7 separate regions of the Mus musculus genome follow, and all the other regions are linked to region 3. A link is a contact called in public Hi-C, promoter capture Hi-C and targeted proximity ligation data. All regions are on one chromosome and are shown on one strand. The core of a region is the stretch at or near the end of the contact, and the rest is flanking DNA. Distances in the headings are between cores, read along the strand shown.

Region 1 (2,700 bases), core at 98-2,597, 1.7 Mb before region 3:
CAGACTTCCCCAGCTGGGCTCAAGGCTGTCCTACAGCTGCTTGTAGAGGGAGCCTTACATCGGGGCAACACAGAACTATTTGGAGGGGAAATGGATGGAGACAATGAGACCCTCTCAATTGTCTCAACCCCTTTGGCTTCTGCCTCATTGTTGGACATTAACCGGAGGCATACTGCAGCAGTGCCGGGTCCTGGAGGGATCTGGTCAGTTTTCCATGCTGGAGTTATCGGCCGTGGCTTAAAGCCACCTAAAATTGTTCAATCTCGAAACCATCAAGAAGTGATCTATAACACCCAGAGCCTCGTTAGCCTCCTAGTGCACTGCTGCAGCGCATCAGGGAACAGCGAGCGTGAGGGTTGCTGGGGGGCTCCCACCCTGAGCCCAGAGGCAGCCAAAGCAGTTGCGGTGACCTTAGTGGAGAGCGTGTGTCCTGATGCAGCTGGTGCTGAGCTGGCCTGGCCCCCAGAGGATCATGCACGAGCCACCGTGGAGCGGGATCTCCGAATTGGTAGGCGCTTCCGGGAACAACCTCTGCTGTTTGAGCTTTTGAAGCTGGTAGCAGCTGCTCCCCCAGCCCTGTGCTACTGCTCCGTGCTGCTGCGGGGGCTGCTGGCTGCCCTCTTGAGCCATTGGGAAGCCTCTCGACACCCTGATACAACCCACTCCCCCTGGCATCTGGAGGCATCCTGTATCCTGGTGGCTGTCATGGCTGAGGGAAGCCTCTTGCCACCAGCCCTGGGTAATATGCACGAGGTATTTAGCCAACTGGCACCTTTTGAAGTGCGTCTGTTGCTGCTTAGTGTCTGGGGTTTTCTTCGGGAGCATGGGCCCTTGCCCCAGAAGTTCATCTTCCAGTCTGAACGTGGCCGCTTCATCCGGGACTTTGCCAGGGAGGGTGGAGCTGAAGGAGGACCACATCTGTCTGTGCTGCACAGTGTCCTCCACCGCAACATCGATCGCCTGGGGCTCTTCTCTGGCCGCTTTCAAGCACCTCCGCCATCCACTCTGCTTCGGCAGGGGACTTGACCTTTTCTCTACAAGTTGTGCGAGGTTAAACTGAGAGAAGAGCCTAAGGTGCTACAGAAGGGTGGATGCTTCTAAGTCCGTACGTAATGAGTGGTGTCACTTTTTTCAAACCCCACCATTTTTTCTAAATAAAATTTGCCGAGTTGAGACAAACAGTCCAGTGTTTCTATCTGACACGGAAAGCTGCCAAAAGCCTGAGAACGCAGAGCCCGGGGCGTCGAGGCACGCCCCATTCATAATAAAGAACGCGCTCGACCAATGGGATAGACGTCCGGCCGCGCTCTGGACGAGCCAATCGGAAGGCCGGAAGGGGCGGGCACTAGGGTACGTGGCTCAACGTGCACAGGGGCGGGTAGGTTCGGGTCAAGGAGCAAACCCGGTACAAGATGGCGGCAATAGCGGCAGTGGCGGCGCGTAGGAGGCGGTGAGGAGCCCGGAACCCGGGGGCGCGTCCGGACGGCCCTAGATCCCCCGAGCCCCATATTGCTTCTTTTTGTATGCCTTCCCATCACCCTGCTACTTCTGGCCTCGCAACGGGCTCTTTGTCCTCGTGGTGGTGGCCTCTGGCTACAGCCTCCCAGCGGCAGATTCACGAGTCGCTGCGGCCCTTGTCTGTGGGGTTCCTGAATCTCGCCGGGCTTAGAAAGGCTGAAGCTGGGTGCTGTCTTCGGTCTTGTCCGCTCCCAGCCGCCCCTTCTCCCTTGGCGGTTCGGGGTGGTCAATGCTTTCGTCTCCTTCCTGCAGTGCGCAGGGCTGTCGAGGCAGGTAGGGGGACGAAATGCATCCCAGCCTGTAAAAAAGCAGCCTGTTGCCACACTGCTCCTTTTTCAGGTTGGAAGCAATACGATGGGCAGATCGTCCTGTATTCCTTCCTTGCCCTCCCGACCAGCCTGGGCCAGTTTCATTAGTGTTCATTTGCTGGGCACGGCTGGGGCAGGGTCCAGTAAGTTCACAGTCTGCATGGATAATGTTGCTCAAACACAACATGTATCAAATAATTTGGCCTGTTCTCTGGAGTTTTGTAGAACCTTAAAAAAAGCTTGAAAACACATCAGCGCCGTAAAGCGCGGTACACCTAACGGATGTAAAGGGTCGGGAGAGGCGTGTACTGTCGACAGCAGTGTAAAAAGGGTGAATCATATACTCAAGTTCTTCTCCAATAAACAGATGTAACTTACCCTAAAGTTCATACTTGACTTAGCTCATGAACACCTCTCGTTTGGGATGCTTAAGGCATTCCTAGAGCCAACAAGTCATGTTGAAAATATTCTTTACCAATCATTTCCTTACTGACATCTCTCCAAACCTATTTTAAAGACTTGAAGATAGGGTTCCAGGGAGTATTTACGAGCTAAACTGCTCACTACCGCTACATAAGTAGCCATTCCTCAGGACCCAGGCTGTATCAATGCCTTCTGATTAGATTTTTCTAGTAGCATTGTCTTCTGTTTGTCTTACAGGTACTTCTTCCTCCAAAGCCTAGCACGCTAGTTCCTAGTGTTTTCTCACTTTGCTGGCTGCCTTTTTTCACTACTGGTGGCTGCCTGCCAGCTTTCCAAAATTTCCTGCTTCTAGGGAACTTTATTAACTGATCCCCTTCACAATTTCCTTTTGGTGCTTCTGGGGATCAAACAGGACCTGCATTCACCTCACTATATGGTAACTTTCTTTTAC
Region 2 (2,700 bases), core at 189-2,688, 1.7 Mb before region 3:
TAGAGACCAGGGTATTCTGAAATCAAGATTTAATTTAAGGGCGGCTCAGTGGTTAAGAGCACTGGCTGCTCTTCCGAAGGTCCCGAGTTCAAATCCCAGCAACCATATGGTGGCTCGCAAACATATGCAATGAGACCTGATGCCCTCTTCTGGTGTGTCTGAAAATAGCTACAGTGTACTTACATGGAATAAATATAAATCTTTTTTTAAAAAAAGAAAGGTTTTAAGATAGCTGGGCAAGCCAGGCGTGGTGAGACACCCCTTTAATCCCATCACTCAGGAGGCAGAGGCAGGTGGATTTCTGAGTTCGAGGCCAGCCTCATCTACAAAGTGAGTTCCAGGACAGCCAGGGCTACACAGAGAAACCCTGTCTCGAAAAACCAAAAACGAAAAAAAAAAAAAAAAAAAAAAAAAAAAAAAAGATAGCTGGGCAAGATGTTTCTGGCCTTTGATCCCTGCACTCTGGATGGCAGAGGCAGACTGATATTTGAGTTTGAGATCAGTCTCTAAAGCCAGATCCATTTAGAAAGTTCCAGAACAGCCAAGGCTTCATAATGAGATCTTGTCTCAAAAAACAAAGACAGTGATAACAATGATGATGAACATAGACTCAAGCATGCTAGACCAAATCACCACTAGACCTACTCCCTAGACTCTGATAAATAACTTACTAATAATATATATAAGAGTTATTCTCCTCCCAACTTCTTTTACATACATCACCGATGGGTGTGGTGGCACACAACTTTAGTCCTGGCACTTGGAAGACTGAGGCAGGCAGATTTTTCTGAGTTTGAGGCCTGTCTGGTCTTGGTGCCAAAAGACAGAAAGAGAAGTAAAAGAGAAAACGGAAAATTAAAAAATGCAAGGAGGTGGTGGCGACACACTCTGATCCCAGTACTGCGCTCCGGAGGCAGAGGCAAGTGGATCTCATTGGATTGCAGGCCAGCCTGGTCTACAGCGCGAGTTCCAGGACAGCCAGGACTATGCAGAGAAATCCTGTCTCAAAACACCAAAAGGAAAGAAAGAGAGAGAAAGACAGAAAGAGAGGGAGAGAGAGATAAACTTTTACTGTTTATCATGAACGCCCCGACTCGTGTGCTTAGGTCAGAGGACAACTAACAGGAATCCTTTTTCCTCTGTGCTCAACCTCGTGGGTCTTAGGAATCGAACTCACATAATTAGGCTTGAAGGCAGGTGCTTTTACCCGCCGATCCATAGCCAGGCTCTCTTTTAGAATCCTAAAAGCCTGCAAACCGGCTCAAGCCTGTCTGGAGCTTCTTCCCCGTGGGTGGGTCTCCTTCCTGTCAGTTGTCCCTCCTCAAAGTCCCCGCCCACCAGGAAGGACATTTCTGGCTCTCTTCGGCACCCGTCCACCCTGCCTCCACGTGACACAAACAGACCGGGCACTTCCGCTTCCCCTCCGCTCTCCCCACTCACTGTCTACTCCCCCCTCGTCCCTGGGTCTCCCGCCCCGTGAGTTAGCGAGCGCCGGGAGGGCGGCGTCGCGGGCGGAGTCGCCCCGGGCTGACCCTTGCGGTCTTCCTTCTGGTCCCCGCAGGTCCCCGCGGAGGCGGAGGCGGGCGCCATGGCGGAGCTGACGGCTCTGGAGAGCCTCATCGAGATGGGCTTTCCCAGGGGACGCGCGTAAGGGAGCCTCCCCCTAGCCGGTGGTGGGAGGCCGCGGGCCTGGCCGGCCTGACTGTCACCATGGCTGGTGGGCGCTATTCACGGTGTTTCTGCCCCCAGGGAGAAGGCTCTGGCCCTCACAGGGAACCAGGGCATCGAGGCTGCGATGGATTGGTGAGCGGGCGACCCGCACGGGTGGCGGGAGTTTGGGAGCCGCTGGGCAAGGTGGCCTCCAGGCTAACCAACCCCTGCCTACTTTCTCCGCGCAGGCTGATGGAGCATGAAGACGACCCCGATGTGGATGAGCCTCTGGAGACTCCCCTCAGCCATGTCCTGGGACGAGAACCCACGCCCTCAGAGCAAGTTGGCCCTGAAGGTCCTGACTGGGAGACATCTTGTGATTCTAGAGACCTTGAAAGGGCCCCGAGAAAATCAGAATGATCTTATTCTAAATACTAATCCTGGTTGCTTGTTTGCAGGCTCTGGGTCTGCTGCTGGAGAAAGCAGACCCATTTTGACTGAAGAGGAGAGACAAGAACAGACCAAGAGGTGACTGGCAAGTTCAGTGTGTGTGTGTGTGTGTGTGTTTTGTTTGGAGTCTGCCTAACTCTTGCCCAGGCTGAACTCCGGATCCTCCTGCCTCCGCCTCCAGAGTGCTGAGATGTGGCCTTCACTGTGCCTTGCATTATTTTTTTGAGACGCAGTCCAGCTGTGTACCTCAGGCTGCGCTGGAACCCCGTATGCGGCCTAGGCTAAATTCGAAGCCACATTCTTCTAGTGCTGGGATTACAGGCCTGGGCCACCATAGCCCAGTGACACACTTTACCAAGGGTCATGGGTCATCTTCCTTCCTCTCAAATACAAACAAGTCTGATCATAGAACCTGACCTTTCCGGTTTTGAGGGTGTGCTGCAAGTCACCAGGAAACATCTCACATAGCTCAGGACTGGTCTCAAACTCCTGTGTGGCTGCAGATTCCCCTGAAATCCCAACTCTCTTGCCTCTCCTTTGCAAATGCAGGGATTATAGATATGCATCACTATGCCCTTTCTTTAAAAACAAAACCAACAA
Region 3 (2,700 bases), core at 22-2,521:
AATGTCATGCCTCCCGTGCCTGTGCCTTAAGAATTAGGGAGCTGCCTCAGACTTTGATCCAAGTCCAAACTCTAGTTCGTGGGCTAGGAATGGAGAGGAGCGTGGGGACTGACCAAAGTTCACACCCCCACTTAGCCAGAAGGCAGTGTTTGGAATCATGTCCAGCTTAAAGCTGGGAAGGAGAAAATGTACAAAGACCTTTACCTTTCTGGCTGGCCACACTAGTAGTGAGTCAGCTCTGTGATCCTATTTTACTTCTGGAACACAGACTGAAAGCTCTAGTGAGTTGTCTAAGATTGTGTTGCTGAGAGTTAGGACTTGAGCCCATGTCTAGTCTTGCTACAAAGCCTAATGTTTCCCCTTAGTCAACCAGTTTCCCAGAGTCAAGTCGAGTGCCAGCTGGGGAGGTACAAATCATCTTCAGTTCCACCTGGTTCAAACCTAGCTACACTGATCTCTGCCTCATTTGTAAAATAGGGAGTTAGCTCTCCTCCTCCGGCATTCTGGAGATGCTTCAGGACTAGGCTTCTGCTGCTCCTCCTTTGGGGTTGGGGACATGGAGGCTGTCTGATGAAGCCTGGGACCTGCATCTGCGGGGCTGATTGCACTAGTCACCTGGGTGTTTAGGCTCTTCCTGTGAAATTCCTGCGTTGTATTTGAGCTTAGAATTTGTATCGCAGTAGAGGCACTAATAGTGCTATCAAGTAATTTAGTGGAGAGTCCTTTCGTTTCTGGAGAAATTAAAAGAGGTGAGCAAACACACCCCCAGGTGATGTGTGAGGCTGGGATGATTGTTCTAAAGTCAGTTGAGGGCATTCGAGGGATCAGGAGGAGCTCGAAGAATTAAGCAAAGGAAAGCACGATTCTACTCTGGGATGTGCACAGATGGTCACCTCTTATCCCCAGTCTAGTCCTCCGCAGCCCTTCCTGTTTTAAAAGAGGGAAAACCCCGAGGACGCCTGGAGCTATGGAGGAAGGAAGGAGGCAGAATCTGAGGAAGGGGCGCGGATCTGGGCTGGGAAGCCAGCAGGCGGCCACTTAGGGCGTAGCAGACCAAAGAGGAGGCCAGTTCTGCCTGCGTACCGGTACTCTCGCTCTCATCCGGGTACTGCGACCTCTGGCGGTTAGGAGAAGGCGGGACCTCAGGGGGCGGGGCCTCGCTTGGTTGGCCGCCTCGGGCTCCGTAAGTCCTCCAAGAGGCCAGGTGAGGCCGTCCCGTGATCCTCTGCGCCTGGCCTCTCTGGCCTGCAACGTGTCTCAGGGGCGGAGGCAGCAGCCACGGAGTTGGCTGCGTGAGGGTGGGGGTTCTCAGTCTCTTCGCTCGCGCCCGTCTCTCTATCGTCGCTCTAGGCGCCCCACGGGCCAACCCAAGGCCTCAATATGTCGTACAACTACGTCGTAACGGCGCAGAAGCCTACTGCAGTGAACGGCTGTGTGACCGGTGAGATTGCCCCGGCCGGAGACCCGGGCAAGGGAGGGATCCCAGGCCTAGGGAGGCCAGCGGCCCCAGGGGCGGCGGGAGCAAAAACTTGGGCTCCGGGAATGGAAGGCGCTGGCAGTCGCGGAACGTCCCCCTTAGCTCGCGATCTCAAAGGAGCTGTTCCCACCACGCGCCTTTTGGGCAGCGGAAGCAGCTATTCTGGGTCCTTTTTTGCTCATAGGAGGTCACTTGTTATTGAGGATTGGTCCAGGCCTGATGGGACGGAGAGCGAAGTGTGAGTTGTGTGCGTGGTTGATTGAGTCTTCAAACTTGCCCCATGTGGTCAGGGGAAAGGGGAGATGATAATGGGGCAAGTTTTGAGTTCATAATTTTCCGGTGGATGTCCAGGAGGTTGAGGAATTTGAGCAATGTCTGCACCCCCCCCCCCCCGGCCCTCTCCAGACCCACCCTTTTGCCTGGGGCTGTTGTTTACTCCAGGGCGCTGCTGGAGAACAAGGTTTGGTTGGCCCGTCAGTGTGCGAGCTTTGCCTTGTTTGTGTGCGTGGCTCTTTATCGGCAGTTACATCCCAAACCAAAGAACATTCATCTTGAACTCATATTTTCAGCTACTTAAATTCGTGTATTTACGTAAATGCTAATCATTTCAGAACAAAAGTTTCTTGTTCAGAGAGAGCTACAGAGGGCTGGGTGGTGTTGGTAGATTGCTTGGGAGATAAAAGGACAACACTGAAGGCTCTGGGAAATTTTCTTCGCTTTATCTTTCTGGATGGGAACTCAAGGAAACACAGGCTTTCTCCATTAGCGTCAATTACAGTCTGCTGTTGTAATTTAGAAAGGAAAACCCAACAACCATCCGAAGAATTTTCGTGGTCATAGTTTGTTGAAGGCCAGGCTGTTGTTGCCCAGTCGACAGTACATTTTTAAAAGTCTGATTAAGACTATAGCTTTGTTGAGTGTGTGAAGCAAGACATTGAGGTGCTTCATTTGGTGAGGAGGCGAGGTCCTTAGGTAGATTTATTTAGAGGTACCTGAAAGGCCTATCCTCCAGCTTCCAAAGTTAGAGGCTCTCTTCTTTCAGGACACTTTACTTCAGCGGAAGATCTGAACCTGTTGATTGCTAAAAACACAAGATTAGAGATCTATGTGGTCACTGCGGAGGGTCTTCGGCCAGTCAAAGAGGTGGGAATGTACGGGAAGATTGCAGTCATGGAGCTCTTCAGGCCCAAGGTAAGGGACGGGCCCTGAAGGAACCCTTGGGT
Region 4 (2,751 bases), core at 59-2,558, 1.9 Mb before region 3:
GGGGCTGGGAGGGAGAGCGGTGTATGTCTTCAGAGCGGGAGTCAGTATGGACTCCTCTCAAAGGCTCAGGCTCTGTCACTGAGCAAGATGAAGAAACAAAGGCTGGATCTTAGTTAGGTCTTTTAGTAGCTTGGATCTGTCCTCTACACCAGAATACCCTCAGAGGCCCAGGCCACAGCAAGTTCCAGCCTGCTGTAGAGCCTACACACAGGGTCCAACGTGTTCTTTTCCCCAAGGCTAGGAGAGCCAAAATATCCACCAGGTTCTTGTTCCTAAGACTTTGAAGGCAAAGTTAACACTAAGGCCTATGGGGCCCACTTTAAAAAAAAGAAAAAAAATCACTGGCTGACAAAAGGACAATAAATCCTGCGAACTGGCCTGCAGAGTCAATGCATGATGCCACCACCTCCTCCACTGACTTCCTCCTCCATAGACATATCCTTCATCACAGTCCCAAACCTGCCTCAGCTACCTCCCTTCTCCTCCACTAATCACACATCAAGCCTGCTAAAACCAGGCCCACAACGCCTATTGCACTCCTTCTGACACTATGTACAGTTCTGAATGACTCTTGCTTGTAAGTCTGGCCTTTGTCCTTAGCTTCAAGATCATTTCTAGGCTGCTAGGTTTTGTCTTAGGAGTTGTTTGGTGGGTATCAACTAGGCTGCCGTAGTGAGGCATGGAGCATTCAACCTCTTTGGGAAATGGCCTTAAAGTATTGCTCCAGAGCCTCTGGCAGGGCTGGAAACTAGGTTAGCCACATGGTTGATAGGATTACTCTAAGGAAAGAGGGCTTGGTGATGCACGTTGTGATCCCAGTACTCAGAAGACTGAGGGGAGATTGCTATAAATTTGAAGACAGTCTGGACTACATTGCTAGACACTGCCTCAAAAAGAAAACAAGAAACAGGAACAAGGAAGGCAGATTGAGGCATGCCTGTGATTCTAACAGGTAGAGGCAGGAGGGTCAGTTCATCATTCCTCATTCTTGGCTCCACTGAAACTCTTAGAGATAATCCAAAACTCTGGTCACCTAAGGCTCAAGTGAGTTTCCTGCTTCTTGGTACCATTTATGGCTAAGGCAGGTACTGGGAGAAGAGAAACCTTCCTATACCCCCCCCTCTGCCCCCCCAGGCTCTGCCCCCCCCCCGGCTCTGCCCCCCCAGGCTCTGCCCCCTCAGGCTCTGCCTATGTAGTTCTTCCTTCAGCTCATTGTCCTTTCACTAATAAACGATCCTGTGACTCATCTTAGCACATAGCCAACCTGAGGGAGCTAGTCAGACAGTGGCTTGCAACTGCTTTTAGGATAGTCCCACAGACCCGCAGAGCCTACCAAACTGTGCACCTCTGACTGCCTTATGAAACCCTTTGTGATCTGCCCACCCCTTGCTGAATAACCTTCGTTCCTTACTCATTTACTCCTGCTTCCTGAGCATCAACCATGCTCTCATTCGTATAACCAATATCCTCTCCAGACCCACCCCATGTCTAACTTCGGACACTGTAACAGTATAACCTGTTTATGACTTGGGACTGGGCCACATTCATGAGTTAACTCACCTCTCTTGTTTGAACCGTCTCCTGCTCTCAAGCCCAAACCTGCTCTCAAAAACATCTTTCTAGTTTTGCTTTTTCCTTCTTATGTATGTGTGCTTTGCCTGTGCTTATACTTGTATACCAAATGCAAGCCTGGTGCCTGCAAAACTAGAAGTGGGTGTTGATCCCAAGACTAGGAGTAAACGATCGTTGTGAGCCGTGTGGATGCTGGGAACTGAACCTGGCAGCCTCTACAAGAGCAGCCAGTGCTCTTAACCTCTGAGCCATCTCTCCAGCTCCTTTTCCTTTTTGATCACTCATCCATATCCTTCATACAAAAAATGTTTATTCCTTATTTCTTCTCCATTTCCACACAAGAGATAACATAGCCTAAGGAAGCAAAGGGTTTGTCTTGTTGGCTTTTTCTGGAGATGGGGTATCCACTGGGTACTGGGGATCGCAGTCCTGTCTATATGGTAAGTGCCTCACCAAAGAGTAAAGAAGGGAAGCCCCAGGCCCTTGGCAGTATGCAGTCTTCAACTCACCCCACCCTTTTTCTTAAAGACTGTGCTAAGAGAGATAAGGAAGAGTTGGCAATTCCCAAGATTCTTGGGCCAGAGCGAGGAGGTGTGGTTACTCCAGCCAAGACACTTTGCTGTTAACCATGGAAGGGCCCTTCTCTAGCCTTGGTCTCTAAATGATTAATTTAAGAGCTGGAATAGCGGCCGGGCGTGGTGGCGCACGCCTTTAATCCCAGCACTTGGGAGGCAGAGGCAGGTGGATTTCTGAGTTCGAGGCCAGCCTGGTCTACAAAGTGAGTTCCAGGACAGCCAGGGCTATACAGAGAAACCCTGTCTCGAAAAACCAAAAAAAAAAAAAAAAAAAAAAAAAAAAAGAGAGCTGGAATAGCTGTCTACAACTGGCTGCGACTATGGCAGGGGCAGGGAGGAGCAAAAGAGATCAGGAGCAAGAGAAAGTTCTTCTAGAAGGAAGGAAGGATGAAAGTCACAATCTCATGAGGCAGGGGTGATGTTTTTATTTGAAGACAAAAACACCCAGTATAAGAATTCGTATGTAATCTGCAAAAGTTTAAAAACAAGGAGAGGAAGACTAGAATCCAAAAGGCCTGGGGAGAACAAAGGAGGGTGGTAGGTTCTGCATAGGAAGGATCAGGCCACAAAGGGGAACTGTAACAGCAAGCCCTCATAAGGATTC
Region 5 (2,738 bases), core at 198-2,697, 1.7 Mb before region 3:
AACTTGGGAAGCACACAGTGGGGTTCATAGTGGACGCTATGCCTATGATCAGTTCATGTCGTCAAGTGAGGGAAGAATGACGGCTGAGTAGGCGATTTCCACCTAGGGGATGTGGCTGGAGGCTGCAAACTGCTGAGGAACCGCTATGAGAGCAGAGACCGGGAGTGGGCTACCTATACCTGTGTGCTGGGCTTCCACGTCTATGGTGAGCCAGGATCTGGAATCCGTTAGGAGGGCTGGGGAAACAAGGAAGAACCCATTCTGCCCTCAGAATCCTGGGCGTGTGCCACCTCGGGGTGGGGGTCATAGTGGCAAATCCAGGCTAGGAGGCCCCTTGGGATTGTCTGGAGCGCAGTGGCAACCTGAAGACCTGAAACACTGCAACTCTAGGTTGTGGTAGCAGCCTGACTCAGGCCACCTGTTGTGTTAGGTGTGTGGCCTGATGGCTCTGATGGGACAGACATCAACTCCCTTTGCCGCTCCCACAATGAACGGGTGGTGGCTGTGGCAGACGACTTCTGCAAAGTACACCTCTTTCAGTACCCATGTGCTCGAGCCAAGGTGAGGCTTCAGGGGACCATTGGGCCCAGGTGGGTAGGTTTGGTACCCTGCCATTGCTGCAACCAGTTGTTTTTTTTTTTTTTTTCTCTCATCTAGGCGCCAAGTCGTATGTACTCAGGCCATGGCAGCCATGTGACTAGTGTCCGGTTCACGCACGACGACTCATACCTTGTCTCCTTAGGTGGCAAGGATGCTAGCATCTTTCAGTGGCGAGTGCTGGGGGCAGGGAGCTCTGGGCCCGCTCCTGCCACACCATCTAGAACGCCCTCTCTGTCCCCTGCCTCCTCCCTGGACGTGTGATTGATGCTGGATGGTCTTGTCCCTCTGGTACTGTGGTCTGGCCCCACCCTGGCCAAAACCCCTAGGACCAAGGACAGTCTTTTCCTGTGCTGGCTTTTTCTTTGACTTCATACATTCCCAATTGCGCATTTTTCTGGAGGGGCTAACCACCCCACTGCACACAAAATAACAACAGACTTGCTGGCTGAGCCAGGCAACCCAGCTCCGACACCCTCTGCTCGGTGAGGGGCAATAAAAAGAAAAAAGTAACTGCCTGGTGCTTTTGTGCGGCGGGTCCCCTCAGGGGCCCAGTTGTGTTAGGATGAAAGAAAAAAGTGCAGGGCGGGAAGAGAAAAGGGAGTTCAGACCAAATATGCAAATAACAGGCAAAGCGGCTTGCAAATAACCTCAAGAAGAGTGAGGGCGCGCGCGCGCCTTTCGACGCCACTGCCGGGGAGCTGCTAGGACCCATAGTGCAAAGAGTTAATTCCGGCTCCTCACCGCCCTCAGGGGCGGGGTCGAGCTGCAACGGAAATAACCGAGCGCGAGGCCGCGGCTGAGCGAAAGGAGCCGAGTTCCTTCCGGAAGTGGCCGATCTGCGGGGTCTTGCTCTCCGACCTGAGCCGAGCGCTGGGCCTTGTTCTCCGGATCGGCCGAAGGTGTTCCGGAAGGAGGCGAACCCGGACGCGGGCAGGGCAAACCTTGCCAGCGGTTGGCACCGCACGACGTCTGCTGGGACTCGGTGAGGACGCTAGGAGCTGGAACCTCACTCCGGTCAGGCAGGAATCGAGCTCGTTCCGGAAGAAGCCGAGTAGACCGGAGCTGGCCTCGGTGTCCCGGCGTGAGGCTATAGCAGTGTCGTCGTCGCGCGGGCAGTGATGAGCCGCGGCGGCTGAGCGAGCAGAGGTGCCGGCTGCTCGGGCCCCATCGACACTTCCGCGAAGCGTCAGCCACGCGCTGGGGGCTTCGTCTGGAGCTGAGCTTTGCCCCCGCGAGCCTCCGGGACCTCTTTGTGTGGCCGGAGGCGGCGGCGGGAACGGCCATGGCGGCTAACATGTACCGGGTGGGAGGTGAGTACCCTGAGCGGAAGAGGCTGAGGCCGGGATCAGGGAGACTCGGTGTCCGCAGGCGCGGGGGAGCCACATCTGGGGTCGTGTGGGCCGCGGCACCGACCGGAACCGGAATCAAGAGCCATGGTTCCGCGGCGGCGACGCTATCGGGCGCAGAGTCTACCGCAGAGGCTTACCTGCAGCCGTAACGGTGCTCTTGAGACCTGTGACTGGATCGCCGGGCTGGAAGTGGCCTTGGCTTTGGAAGGGGCCCGAGTGACCCACCGTCCGGCCAGCCGCGCTAGGGGCTAGGCGCGCAGGGGTTTTCTTTTCTGTGGCGGCTTGTGCGTTCGCGAAGGTGGGGCCTGAACAGTTTACTCAATTCTCCTATACAAGGATGCAACTTGAGTGCAAAGTTGTATGGACTCCAGGGAAATTCTTGTTCTTGTTTCTTAAGTCTCACTTTTGAGTGAAGATCTGACTTTAGAACTGGGTGTTGCAGGGGTAGGGGGTAAAAACTCATTTCCTTTTTCTTCTTTTTTCCTTGTTTCTTTTTAGACAAGGTTTATTCTCTGTGTAGTCTTGGCTGTCCTGGGACTCATACTGTAGACCAGGCTGTCCTCGAACTCAGAGATCCGCCTGCCTCTGCCTCCTGACTGCTGGAATTAAAGGTGTGTGACACCACTGCCTGGCAAAGTATTTCCATAATATCTCTTTTCCTTCCTTCCTTTTTTTTTTTTTTTTTTTTCTTTTTTTCTCTCTTCTCTTCCCCCACCCCCCATTTCCTTTTTGAGGCAGGTTTCCCCCTTGTTTCTTTTGAGACAAGGTTTCTCTGTGTAACCCTGGCTG
Region 6 (2,700 bases), core at 188-2,687, 1.3 Mb after region 3:
GGGTGGCAGGCTTAAAAAAAGAAGTTATGTCCAGAGTTTGCTAGCTCTTGGTCTACATAGCCTCTCAGTACTTGGGTAATTGTGAAAACCTGTTACCTCACAAATGAAAGTTTGTTTCATAACTCTTGAAAATTACTTATTAGCTTACCTTGCCTTCTCTTCAAGAGTCAATTCTATTTGCTCTTAAGTGATCAGATTTGGGGATTCAGATATCTTAGCTGCCAACTTTGCAACAGTTTCCGGTGGGCAGCTTAAGGCTATCTACTTCTCTCTAACCTCCAGGTTCCTTATCTAGAGAGCAGAGAATGTAACTATTCGATTACTACTTAGTGAGGTAGATATAATTTTACCCATTTTACGAAAGAAAACCTGAAGGGTCAGATGTTTAGAAAGACATGCCCAGTTTCACGCAGCAGTGAAAAAACACGTTTCCCAATCCAGAACTTCTATTTTCAAATCCAATGCTTATAGTAAACTAGTTGATTAATCCAGTCACGCTAACAGTAACGTGTTAAGGAATTAAAGTTCACCATTCATTCCCAGGTGAGACAACCGCCTGAGTGACACTCGTGAGGCAGAGGCAGGCGGATCTCTGCGAGGACAGCCTAGTCTACAGAGTGAATAACAAGACAGCCAAGGCTACACAGAGAAACCCTGGCTCAAAAATAAAATAAAAAATAAGACACCCTCTCAAACGGTCTCGCTACAGGCAATAAAGCACCAAAGCAGCAGACTTCTAGAACCAGGGTGCTGAGGCGGAAGCTGAACAAACTCCGCTGGGCTTCATCCTCAGCGGAAATGGCTGTCCACAGCGCCCAAGCTCACCGACCTTGCTGCGGTGACCCCAGCCCCAAGGCTGCGCGGCCCGTTAGGGCTCTCCCGCTTTCCAACGGGGTGAAGGGCCTGGCATCTAAAAATATCACCTTAGATAATCCTTGTTAAATGTGCCTTCGTCTTTTTCCTAAAACCAAACGCTGTCAACACTTTGGCCTCTATCAATCACAGCCTTGGCCTCCCGACTGATTCAGCCAGCGACCTGTCCCTTTCCAAGAATACTGACTTGCCATACTAGTCCCCCCTCACAGACCAAGTCAAGGCACCCCGAGGAGGACACTGGACGTTAAATGAAATCACCCAAGAATAAATCCCCGATGTTCTCTGCTGAGACGCTTCGGGGGTCGCATCCTGTGACATTCACAAGGCTTTTCTCCGCCCAATCAGTGACGGGAACCTCGTGACTCAAAAGCACTGCGCAACTGTGCAGTTAGGAAAACGGAGGAGGAGCCGCAAGCCGGGGCTCTCTGGGTCATCCCTCTCCGACGGCCCGCGCGTGCGCAGTGTCTCGCCTAGGGATCTCTTTCCCGCCGCTCACACTAGGAAGCCAAACGCCAAATCTGTCCCCGCGCAGCTGCCGCCGCCGGGGCGCCCGCCCAGCCCGAGGCGCGCCTGCGCACGTCCCCACGCACGCTCCGGCGTACGGCGGCGGCCAGGGGTCGCGAGCCGGTGGGAGACCCGCGCGCGCGGAGCAGCCCGGGGAGTCGGCGCTTCTTTTCCCTCCCTCCCCCCACTCCCCTCCCCGCTCCCTTCCCCCCTCCCCAAGAATGTTCCGCTACGAGGTGAGTGGCTGCGACCGGAAGTGACCCCTCCCTCGCCCGCGCGCCCCTTTTTTTTTCCTCTGCTCGCCCGTCGCGCGGGTCTTGTGCGGCTGAGGAGGGGGCAGGGCGCGGGCGGCTGGGAACCCCGCTTCGGCCGCGAGGCTCGGGTGCGGCCCGCAGCGCACCGCGGAGGGGCGGGACTGGCGAGAGCCGGCCGCTGGTTTGCGGCGGGGAGAGCCCGTTAAGTGCGGTAACCTGACCCTTGGCTTGCGCCTCTGCTCGCGGAGCTGCCTTGGAGACCTGCATGGCTCCTACCCGGTGGTTTTTCCTGAGGCAGAATCCCCGGGGAATGCCCACGGAAGCGTTTCCCGCCCTGCCCCCGGAACCCCTTCACCCGGATTACACACAGCCCTGTGCACGCGGGCTGCCGTCAGGTGGAGGGGCAGGGACTGGTCCTCGGGCTGAGACTTCAGTCGGCTTGGAAAGAAGGCTGGGAGTGGGGAGGGGGGCGTGTCCCGCAGAAGTTCCTTCTAGGAGAAGGGAGAAAAAGTGTGGGTTTGGCGACGTTGTTTGGAGAACGGAGCTGTTTGCTGACCGTCTCTTACTGCTGTGTGACCTTGAGCAACTCCTACTCTTGGGGCCAAACAGACTCCGGATTTGTAGTTTAAGGACTGAGCTAGGGAAATCCTTACCGAGTCATCCTGATTTGGTCCAGTAGATGATTGCCATTTCATAGAGAGTTGCTAGAAGTTGCTTCTGGTGTGGAGGCAGTTGCAGGGCTGGCTCTTTAGGGGGAGGAAGATTGGGTAGAAACGGCCCCTAAAAGTTCCCAGGTAAGTTATATCACAAGCTGTTCCCCTAGAGTGTGGAATTCCAATTTGGAATCTTTAAACATTGGAAACAGTAGAAAGCTTGAGCTTACACTTGTGACTCAACTCACTTTTTGTAAACATGAGGAGAGATGATGAGATACTGTGAATAGAAGTTGCCAGAAGCAAAGAAAACTTAGTAAACTGAATAAATCTGTATTGGGATAAGTGATTGAAATTAGGATATACCAAGCTTGTCTAGTGATTTTTACTCCCTGGAGACTGCGGCAAGAGAA
Region 7 (2,706 bases), core at 157-2,656, 1.8 Mb before region 3:
CCCAAGTGCTGGGATTAAAGGCTTGCGCCACCACGACGGGATACAGTTAATTCTTACTTGTTTGAATTAGGGTATTAGCACACATCACAGGCTAGTCTGGCTCTCAAACTTGAAGCCATTTTTCTACTTGGACTTCTCCAGTGCTGCAATTACAGGTGTTAGCATCATTCTTCGAAATAAACCCATTCTAGGTCCACCAAATCAAGATATCTGGGCTTTAGAGCCCAGGAAGTAGTTTCAGGTGAGGTTTGTGAAATCCCGCTTGCTTTTAGAATACTCTACAAATTGGAAACAGGTTTCAATCGACTGCTAAATAGCCAGGTGGCAGTGAAAAAGAACATCTTCCAATGTTCACAGGGCTTGATGATTCTATCTTTTTTGTTTGTTTTGCTTTTTGATACAGGGTTTCTCTGTGTAGCCCTGACTGTCCTGGAACTCACTCTGTATTTGAACTGCCTCTACCTCCTGAGTAGTGGGATTAAAGTCATGCTCCACCACTGCCCGGCCCTGCGGTCTTGATTCTCTGCCCACGCTCGTCCCATACTTACCAGCTAGGTTGTTGTAGCAGTGGGTCTGGATGGTGTGCAGTATGTTTTCTTGCTCCGGTGTGAGAGCTGGGCCCTGAGGTCCCAGACTAGAAAGAGGGGAAGGCAGACTTGGGTCCAGACCCCGCAGCTGAAGAAGAGCTCGATGGTACCTACTCACAGCATCTCGGTACTTTCCTTCCCGGTAGCGCTGGTTTCCTTCCTCCTTGTATACCTGAGCCTCCTGAAGGCGCTTCTCCATGACTGTTGGAACTGTTAAATGAAAGAGAAACTGAAGCAGTAGAATGGGATCAAAATAAATGATTAGAGCATCGATTTCGTAAGCAAGAAGCTCGCAGGGATGTGGGTTTTGCTGTTTTTACTAGTCCCATCTATTCTCCTGTGCTAGTTTTCAGTTTCCAGAAGTACCGCAAACTAAAAAAAGGAATGATGTGAGGATAGTGAGGCCATTGACCAAATGAGTTCCATTAGAAGAGATCCCGGCGTGATTACAGACACTAGGGAAATCCAAAGGCCCGACTAAACGTTCCAAGTGTGTGACCGCCCGCAAAATTCGTTTCCTTCTTTCTCTGAGGCACACCCCCTGACCTGGAAGAAGATGGAGTAGGCGGGAACAAGTGAAACAAGTCAAAAAGGCTTCGCTCCTTTCCAATCTCTTTATTTGTCCTTATCCAACAAACATTTGTTGATGGTTCTGCTGTTAATTGAGGAACCGAAGTGAGTGAGGCCTGAGTCTCCAGTCCACAAGTGAGGCACAAGAGGCCGGAAGCATTGTGCCCAACAACCGCACCACAGCGGAGGCCCAAGCCGGAAGACTCCTCCAGGAATTCGGTTTAAGTTGCAGGAGCACAGAGAGGAAGAGACCAGACCTGCCAGCAGTTTAGCCTCTAACGGGGCACGCGCATTGCGTCATGCCACCCAATCAGAAAGGAGTCTAGAAAAGTAATCCCGCAGAACCGGCCCCGCCTCCCCAGCGGACCAACCCGGAAAAAAAAAATTCCCGGCCACTTCTCCAATAGGAAAAAAAGCCGCACGATATCGGAGGACCAATCAGAGCAACAGACTACGATTCAAGCTGGCCAACGAGAGAAGGAAGGGGTGGGGTTGGCGCCTCTGTTGCTGGGTAGATGTTTAAGCACAGAAAGAGGTCCCGGCATTGCTCTCTCCCTCTCTCTCTCTCCCTTGATGCTGGAAAGGCCTTTCCCTCCTGGCTACGAAAACCCTGCACCACCCATCCTTCCAGCTTGGCTTCGGTTACTAGTCTCAGAAGTTACAGTCAAAGAATAAGCAAGAGAGGACATCGAGTAAGCCCTAGGGTGCTCCGGTAATTGGGAGCGGGCAGGAAGTAAGAGACCTGAGATGGGCGGGACTCCGGCGCGACTGCGCAGAGCCTACGACTGAAGTACGGAAAGAGGAGCGCGCTCACGCTTCCGTGCTACGAGGCACTTGAGCCGCAGCCAGCCTTGCCCGACTCAGGCCCCTGTGCGGCTGCGCGGTTAGGCCGCTTGCGCTGATTGGCCCGGATCTCTGAGAGGAGGGAGGGGAAGTGAGGGAACTCCGTCGTCCTCGGCGCGCACTCCCCCGCGGTCGAGTACAGAGTGTGTCGGAAGCTGCTCCTCGCCGTCTTGTTTTGCGCTCAGTGAGCCGAAAGGGGCAGGGCAGGAGGAAGGCGACATAAACACGCCGCGAAGACAGCGCGGCCTCTGCCTCTGTGTGCGTGCGCTTGCTAGCGCGGGCTCAGTGCTGGCGCGGGAGGCGGAGGCGGGCGGCGGCGGCGCCTGCGCGGTCGGGCTCGGTCGACAGTTCGCAGGGGAGGAGGCGGCGGGAGGCGGAGGAGGCGACGGCGGCGATGGAGGTGAAGCGGCTGAAAGTGACCGAGCTGCGGTCGGAGCTTCAGCGGCGGGGCCTGGATTCGCGCGGCCTCAAAATGGATCTGGCGCAGCGTCTTCAGGAGGCACTGGATGCTGAGATGCTGGAGGACGAGGCCGGCGTTGGTGGGGCCGGGCCCGGTGGGGCCTGCAAGGCGGAGCCTCGGCCTGTGGCCGCGTCGGGCGGAGGCCCGGGCGGGGACGAGGAGGAGGAGGACGACGACGAGGAGGAGGACGAGGAGGCGCTGCTTGAGGACGAAGACGAGGAACCACCACCTGCTCAGGCTTTGGGC

Evidence for each region. Promoter capture Hi-C pulls out the DNA fragments that hold promoters and counts their contacts. Hi-C and Micro-C count contacts between places; a contact is called where the count stands out from the background. Capture Hi-C pulls out chosen DNA fragments and counts their contacts.
Region 1: a contact with region 3 is called in a promoter capture Hi-C map of second pharyngeal arch cranial neural crest. A contact is called at or near these places in 8 of 39 promoter capture datasets (cranial neural crest, embryonic stem cells, frontonasal cranial neural crest and 5 more), 2 of 484 Hi-C or Micro-C datasets (both in embryonic stem cells), 3 of 130 datasets of targeted methods (astrocytes, embryonic stem cells and forebrain) and 3 of 9 other capture datasets (adipose tissue, embryonic stem cells and pancreatic islet).
Region 2: a targeted proximity ligation map of astrocytes shows a contact between it and region 3, with 5 times the contacts expected there. A contact is called at or near these places in 3 of 39 promoter capture datasets (hippocampal neurons, liver and pre-B cells), 2 of 130 datasets of targeted methods (astrocytes and embryonic stem cells) and 2 of 9 other capture datasets (adipose tissue and pancreatic islet).
Region 4: a targeted proximity ligation map of pancreatic cancer cells shows a contact between it and region 3. A contact is called at or near these places in 1 of 39 promoter capture datasets (second pharyngeal arch cranial neural crest), 1 of 484 Hi-C or Micro-C datasets (uterus), 3 of 130 datasets of targeted methods (astrocytes, pancreatic cancer cells and stem cell-derived neural progenitor cells) and 2 of 9 other capture datasets (adipose tissue and liver).
Region 5: a contact with region 3 is called in a targeted proximity ligation map of astrocytes, with 5 times the contacts expected there. A contact is called at or near these places in 4 of 39 promoter capture datasets (cranial neural crest, embryonic stem cells, frontonasal cranial neural crest and 1 more), 4 of 130 datasets of targeted methods (astrocytes, embryonic stem cells and extraembryonic endoderm stem cells) and 1 of 9 other capture datasets (adipose tissue).
Region 6: a Hi-C map of regulatory T cells shows a contact between it and region 3, with 2.1 times the contacts expected there. A contact is called at or near these places in 8 of 39 promoter capture datasets (the 3T3-L1 cell line, the C10 cell line, cranial neural crest and 5 more), 10 of 484 Hi-C or Micro-C datasets (CD4 T cells, CD8 T cells, CD8 central memory T cells and 6 more), 2 of 130 datasets of targeted methods (astrocytes and embryonic stem cells) and 2 of 9 other capture datasets (adipose tissue and liver).
Region 7: a contact with region 3 is called in a promoter capture Hi-C map of pancreatic islet, with 4 times the contacts expected there. A contact is called at or near these places in 5 of 39 promoter capture datasets (cranial neural crest, embryonic stem cells, liver and 1 more), 1 of 484 Hi-C or Micro-C datasets (embryonic stem cells), 6 of 130 datasets of targeted methods (astrocytes, embryonic stem cells, epiblast stem cells and 2 more) and 1 of 9 other capture datasets (pancreatic islet).

The regions. Positions count from the first base shown.
Region 1 is chr19:8,896,710-8,899,409 of GRCm38.p6, forward strand. It overlaps Ganab (alpha glucosidase 2 alpha neutral subunit), which reads left to right and starts at 1,348. Exons shown (of 24, transcript NM_001293621.1): 1 at 1,348-1,450. The coding sequence starts at 1,413. Ints5 (integrator complex subunit 5) reads left to right here. Exons shown (of 2, transcript NM_176843.3): 2 at 1-1,181. The coding sequence ends at 1,026.
Region 2 is chr19:8,870,110-8,872,809 of GRCm38.p6, forward strand. It overlaps Ubxn1 (UBX domain protein 1), which reads left to right and starts at 1,439. Exons shown (of 9, transcript NM_001362044.1): 1 at 1,439-1,647; 2 at 1,750-1,803; 3 at 1,899-2,005; 4 at 2,109-2,178. The coding sequence starts at 1,589.
Region 3 is chr19:10,604,326-10,607,025 of GRCm38.p6, forward strand. It overlaps Ddb1 (damage specific DNA binding protein 1), which reads left to right and starts at 1,272. Exons shown (of 27, transcript NM_015735.2): 1 at 1,272-1,441; 2 at 2,520-2,668. The coding sequence starts at 1,381. It also overlaps a transcript of Tkfc not described here.
Region 4 is chr19:8,705,018-8,707,768 of GRCm38.p6, forward strand. It overlaps Slc3a2 (solute carrier family 3 (activators of dibasic and neutral amino acid transport), member 2), which reads right to left. Exons shown (of 9, transcript NM_008577.4): 9 at 1,865-2,751. The coding sequence ends at 2,706. Among named protein-coding and RNA genes, the nearest start is that of Slc3a2, 7.5 kb to the right of the region's middle.
Region 5 is chr19:8,940,473-8,943,210 of GRCm38.p6, forward strand. It overlaps Mta2 (metastasis-associated gene family, member 2), which reads left to right and starts at 1,448. Exons shown (of 18, transcript NM_011842.3): 1 at 1,448-1,910. The coding sequence starts at 1,883. It overlaps Eml3 (echinoderm microtubule associated protein like 3), which reads left to right. Exons shown (of 22, transcript NM_144872.1): 20 at 107-205; 21 at 431-561; 22 at 658-1,110. The coding sequence ends at 861. Gm10353 (predicted gene 10353) reads right to left here and starts at 1,918. Exons shown (of 4, transcript NR_165499.1): 1 at 180-1,918.
Region 6 is chr19:11,910,962-11,913,661 of GRCm38.p6, forward strand. It overlaps Patl1 (protein associated with topoisomerase II homolog 1 (yeast)), which reads left to right and starts at 1,438. Exons shown (of 19, transcript NM_172635.3): 1 at 1,438-1,616. The coding sequence starts at 1,602. It overlaps Gm31092 (a long non-coding RNA gene), which reads right to left and starts at 1,446. Exons shown (of 2, transcript XR_386559.3): 1 at 1,135-1,446.
Region 7 is chr19:8,817,888-8,820,593 of GRCm38.p6, forward strand. It overlaps Ttc9c (tetratricopeptide repeat domain 9C), which reads right to left and starts at 1,407. Exons shown (of 4, transcript NM_027412.3): 1 at 1,134-1,407; 2 at 549-797. The coding sequence starts at 786. It overlaps Hnrnpul2 (heterogeneous nuclear ribonucleoprotein U-like 2), which reads left to right and starts at 1,514. Exons shown (of 14, transcript NM_001081196.1): 1 at 1,514-2,706. The coding sequence starts at 2,395.